Linked DNA regions of Mus musculus: region 2 is linked to region 1. The links are chromatin contacts, called in public HiChIP or PLAC-seq maps. All regions are on one chromosome and are shown on one strand. Each heading gives the region's core, a stretch centred on a gene start, on an enhancer-like site or on the middle of the called end of the contact. The rest is flanking DNA. Distances are from core to core; before and after follow the strand shown.

Region 1 (2,701 bases), core at 76-2,575:
GCTGGTAAGTGAGTTTCCTGTTTAACTGCTGGTCATCTAAATAAGGACAGAGCCCGAGAAACAAACTCAGGTCCCCTGAACTCCAAATCCAGTGCCCTTTGGGATGTGTTCCAGCTCATGGCTCTGCCTACCTACTTATGGAACAGACAAAATGTACTTGGCTGCTTCAGATCTACAGGGTCCTGACAGACAGCTGGAGCTAAAGGAAGGTTGTGTTTCCAGAATGGAATTCTGTTGTGCTTCAAGTGAGAATAATTCACTATGTAAAATAAGTGGTAGCAGAACCTATTACTTCTTTAGCTACAGATGAGGCAGAGACCAGAGGGGTATGGTATATGTTGCTTGCCTGTGGTGGTTTAGCGATGGATGGGGATGTTCACGTTCAAGAATCTTTGAATTCCTGAAAAGTTTGGGACTTCAGGACCCATGTGTGCTGACAGGTAGCCTCCTACGGTGGACTGAGGCTAAAAGACACCCAGAACTAGAGGACAAGGGTTTCCTCTTGGTAGGGAACCTGTTTTGTTTTTTTCCTTTGAAATATTCAATCTGAAAAAGGATGCTCATTTCTGGTTCCTGTACATTCTTTTTCCTTCCTTCCTCTTGTTTTGATTAAGACACAGTCCCGTGTAGCCCAGGATGGCTTCCAACTCGCTATGTAGCTGAATATAGGCTAGAATTCTTGACACTCTGCCTCTGCCTCTCCTTCAGATTACAGGCATGCACCCCCAATTTCCAGTTATACATTTTTAATAATATTTTTATTAGATATTTTCTTTACATTTCAAATGCTATCCCGAAAGTTCCCTATCCCCCCCCCACCCCACCCCACCCCCACCCCCCCCCGCCCCGCGAAGCCACACACTTCAAAGACTTCAGGCTTGGGGAATGCTACACGGACCTAGTATGAGTAAAGTATTCTGCCTAACAAATTATATTGGTGAAATAAGTATGACTATTGTTCAGTAAATCTAGAACTGTGGAGGCGTTTGTTGATCTTGTTCTCTACTTAGAAGACAAAGGTTTGAAATGTTCTTGGTCTCTAGAGACCAAGCCTTGACAAGGATAGGTCTGCCAAATGCCAAGTTTCAGCGTTTCTTTTTTCTCTACTTTTGATTTCTATCCAGTTCTGTGAAAGGAAAAGAGGTTAGCTTCAGAGTTACATGCCTGCCACCTTCGGGCAAGAAGCTGGGCTTACTATAGTTTAGAGACCGCTTCCGGCCCAGGTGGGCGTGGCCGCCTCTTGGGCGTGGCCACGATGTGGGCGGGCTCTGGGAGAGGCCAAGTGTGGGCGGGGCCACCGCCTATCGGTGCCCGGAAGTGCCCCTGTGGGCGGAGTTGAACTGGACGTTAAGTCTCTACGGGTGTCCCGGGCCTGAGGGCAGCGGCCTGCTTGCTCGGGAACTCCCTCAGCCACCGCGTCCTCAAGCCGCCATTGCCGCCCGGGACGATGATGCCGCGCCTGCTGTTGCGTGACTGGCCCCGGTGCCCCTCGCTTGTCCTGGGAGCCCCTAGTCGGCCCTTAAGTGCTGTCTCGGGGCCCGCCGAGTATCTGCAGCACAGCATCGTACCCACCATGCACTACCAGGACAGCCTGCCCAGGTGAGCCCAGCCTCCTGGCCCCGGCCCAGACCCGACTCCTGGTGCTTAGGACTTGCCCTGAACCTCCGGCCCTGGAGGCAGTCACATTCCCCAGCTTGGAAAGCCTGAGACTTTGAAAATTCCCTGGCTCAGAAGATTCAGAAACTTTAAAGTCTCCTCCGCAACCCTCCCGTCTACAAGTTCATCTTGAATCCTACAAACTCCTGCCCGCTCCATTAATCTTTCAGACAGCTATCCTGAGCCCTACACACTTAATGCCTGAAAATCACCCGAATCCTTTCTACTAGGGTGGTCAATTCCTTGTTTTGTTTTGAGGGTTTGTGTGCCCTAGAACTAGCTCTGTAGACCAGGATGGCCTATTAGAGATCCTCTTGCTTCTGCCTGTAGAGTGCTGAGATTAAAGATATAGGGCACCCCCATTGAGGGAGGATAGCCAGTTCCTAACATGGGTCTCCCTCGGGTCAGTGTCCCCTATTCACCTTTACCTGTTGCTGAGAACACCCAGCCCACTCCTCTTCCAGTACCTGTTCTGGTAGTGTCCCATCGTTGCTGCAAGCACATCTTTATCCTCATTTTAGCATTCTCCATCTTCTGCTCCATCTTCTAAGGTCAGCCTTAACCTAGAACTTTTTCATACCCACCAAACCTTCCTCAGCACTCTTTCGGGTGGTCCCCAACACCTCACCCACACTACCTGACCTATTCAAACAGCCCTAATAAGTGTTCCTCCATGTCCGTCACCCCCTGTCCCCAATACCCAGTACTTCCTTAAATCTGGAGTCTAGTTTTCTCGTTGATCTCTCAGCTTTGTTCTAGGTTGCCAGAATAGAAATTACCTTCACTCTAAGCCAAACCTAAATTGTCTTTGCATTCATTGTTTATTTCCCAAACCAAGCTCCAAACCTGTTTCAAATCCCCCTCACTGTCCTGGCCCAGCTGCCAGTGATCCTTCCTGCTCCATCCGGGAAAAGACACACATTGTACCATGGTATTGTTCCCTGCTGTGGGGTTTGTTTTCCTCCGTGTCCAGCAGTTATTTAACCCAGTGTCATCTGCCCACCGTGCCTTCTCAGCAAGAACCCAGTGTGCTTATGTGTGAGAC
Region 2 (2,860 bases), core at 54-2,553, 270 kb before region 1:
CCTGGGGACAGGGTCTCTCACTAAGGGTGGAGCTAGGCTGGCAAACCCCAGTGGGTCTTATGTGGCCACTTTTTACATGGCTGCTAGAATTCAAACTCAGGCCCTTAGGTTTGCTTAGGAAATGTTAGCATTCCTTCTAGGCTCCTCCCCACAGTTACCTGGCAACAGCTAGGTTTGCTCCACACAGTATGAAAGGGGCTGCTTGCCTTCTCCTCTCTCTCTTGCTCTCCTACTCTCTTGCCCTCTTCCTCCTCTGTCCCTTCTCTCCTTATTCCTCTGTCCCCCTCTCTCTCCACATATTCATGACTGGCCTCTACTCCACTCCACTCCACTCCCTCCCTCCCTCTCTCTCTTCCCCTCCCCCTTCCCTGTCTATCTGTCCATCTCTACTACCCTTTCAACTCCCCTCCCTATGCCCTAAATAAACTCTTCTATACTATACTGATATAGTATACCAGTAAATTATATATGTGGCTGGTCCCTCAAGGGGAAGGGATGCCTCAGCATGGGCCCGCAGAGGTACCCCTTCCCCCTACACCATACCACACCCCCACCAAACATATTCCTGGCTGCTTTTTCTTTTTTATAAAACACAATATGAAGTACTTTTTTTTTTTTCTTTTTTGAGACAGGGTCTCACTATGTAGCTTTGGCAAGCCTGAAAGTAGATATGTAGATATGTAGGCCTGACACTCTGCCTTTCTTTGCTGGGATTAAGGTCATGTGCTTCCATGCTTAAGAAGTTCTTTCCTGCTGGGCAGTGGTGGCACATGCCTTGAATCATGGCATTTGGGAGGCAGAGGCAGGCAGATCTCTATGAGCTGGAGGCCAACCTCTGATCTACAGAGCAAGTTCCAGGATAGCCAGGGCTAAACAGAGAAACCCTGTCTCAGAACAAAACAGAAGGAAAGAAGGAAGAAAGTATTCTTATTCGCTGAGCTAGCCAGGTGTGGTGGTGCACAACTTTAATGCAGTGCTGGGGGCCAGAAATGGGATTCTTTGTGAGTTCAAGGCCACCCTGGTCTACATAGTGAGTTCTAGAACAGCTAGGGTTACCTGCAAGACCCTGTCTCAAAACAAATGTGATATTTATTTTATGTCTGTCTGGGACAGGTATTTGAGAGCAAACTGGGGCTAGAACTGAAAGGCTTCAGCATGCTACAAGTACTCCATGAGCCCAGCTGTATCACTGGCCCACTTCCCTCCTCTTCCCATGCAGAAGTGAGTTGGTTTAACTCTCCATCTCTTTGGCTTTTAGGAACTTCTAACAATCATCAGACAAAAGCTGGCTGAAAATTTAGATGATGTCACCTTCTTGTTTACTCTGAAAGCACTTTGGAATCTTACGGATGAGTGTCCATTGGCCTGCAAGTACTTTATGGAAAACGAAGGACTAGCAACTGTCATCCGAGTCTTAGAGGTGGGAAGGTGGGATTGAGTTTTGATATAAAGTTCTTTTCTTCATGATAAAGTGACCTGAGTGTTCTTTTTTTACAGACATTTTCAATATCTGTGATACAAAGCAAAGTACTTGGTCTTTTGGTAAGATGAATTGTTTGAATTAATTTTAATTAAAACTAATACTTCTATAGCACCTACTTTGTGCTGGGCACTGCTGTAACCAGTTTAAATCATAGGTTCATTTAATTTCTGTTACATTCTGAGCAAACAGATACCTTCATGCAGTAATTCTGTTGCTGTGAACAACCTACATCTTAGCGGCTTAAAATAATATCTGTCCGGGGCTGGAGAGATTTAAGAGTACTGGTTGCTCTTCTAGAGGACCTGGGTTTGATTTCTGTTTTGTTTTGTTTTGTTTTCCAAGAAAGGGTTTCTCTGTGTAGCCCTGGCTGTCCTAGAACTCACTTTGTAGACCAGGCTGGCCTCGAACTCAGAAATCCGCCTGCCTCTGTTTCCCAAGTGCTGGGATTAAAGGCGTACGCCACCACTGCCCAGCCTGGGTTTGATTTCTAGCACACACATGGCAGCTCACAATCATGTAACTCCAGTCTTAGGGGATCCAATGTCCTCTCCTGGCCTCTATGGGCCCTGCCTGCACATGCTATACAGACATACTCAAATTAAAATCAGAAATTAAAAAAATAATGGTAGCTCTCTTATTTAACTGAAAACTCTGTAGATGGTGGGTATTGTACCCAGCTGTAATTCCAATTCCAGGGAGGCGAACAAGTTTGAGGCCAGGCTGGCCTGGGTAGGAAGGTCCTGACTCAAATCAAAACCAACCAAACGAGAGCGACTAGGACACAGCTTAGTTGGTAGAGTGCAGGCCATGCAAGTGTAAGAAACTGAACCTGAATCCCCAGCACCCAGGTAAAGAGCTGGAGAAAGGAAAAGCAGTAAAAGCAATCTCAGAAAGCTGAGCAGGAGAGACCCCCTAGACGGGAAACGTCTTACCTGCTAGAATAGCAGGTAGTCCTTCTGTCCTTCTGGGAGCCTGGTAGACTGCTAAAGACTTACAAGAGCTTTTGGTAATCCGTTATGCTAATGGAACTTGTGTCTCTTTGTGGGGAACCACTGTGTTCAAGTGGCTCGGGTGGCTGAGGAGACACTGAATCGCTTGGCTTTCAGAAACAGACCCGTGGCTGCCTCAGACCACTGTGTTTGGTCCTGCGGACTGAAGGAGTTCAAGGGCTAACTTTACTTTTATAATGGCTCACCTCACCCCTTCAGGCCTTTGTGCTTTCGGATACAAACACCCAACGAGGGAGGCTTCCTTAGGTCATCTTCATGCAAACCTCTCCCCTCCAGTATGAGCAGGGCCTGCTATTTCCTCCTCTCTAACCAATAGAGTGTGGTGACTCTGATAGGAGGTCACATCATATACAAATCCACTGTCTCA

The links. HiChIP or PLAC-seq counts read pairs in DNA pulled down with a chosen protein or histone mark.
Region 2: an H3K27ac HiChIP or PLAC-seq map of hepatocytes shows a contact between it and region 1, with 3 times the contacts expected there. The contact joins the enhancer-like site here to the promoter of Cpt2 in region 1. A contact is called at or near these places in 1 of 15 datasets of contacts at CTCF or cohesin (the NIH/3T3 cell line), 2 of 484 Hi-C or Micro-C datasets (the HL-1 cell line and nephron progenitors), 5 of 115 datasets of contacts at active chromatin or transcription factors (embryonic stem cells, hepatocytes, intestinal crypt epithelium and 1 more) and 4 of 9 other capture datasets (adipose tissue, embryonic stem cells, macrophages and 1 more).

What each region holds. Positions count from the first base shown.
Region 1 is chr4:107,922,213-107,924,913 of GRCm38.p6, reverse strand. Cpt2 (carnitine palmitoyltransferase 2) reads left to right here and starts at 1,325. Exons shown (of 5, transcript NM_009949.2): 1 at 1,325-1,599. The coding sequence starts at 1,448.
Region 2 is chr4:108,188,129-108,190,988 of GRCm38.p6, reverse strand. Zyg11a (zyg-11 family member A, cell cycle regulator) reads left to right here. Exons shown (of 14, transcript NM_001167936.3): 9 at 1,259-1,420; 10 at 1,498-1,542. Among named protein-coding and RNA genes, the nearest start is that of Echdc2, 24 kb to the right of the region's middle. Within about 2 kb of position 1,303, at least 3 of the 459 cell types and tissues checked have an H3K27ac peak or open chromatin away from gene starts, as enhancers often do. A contact at or near this core is called in hepatocytes, where this site is marked.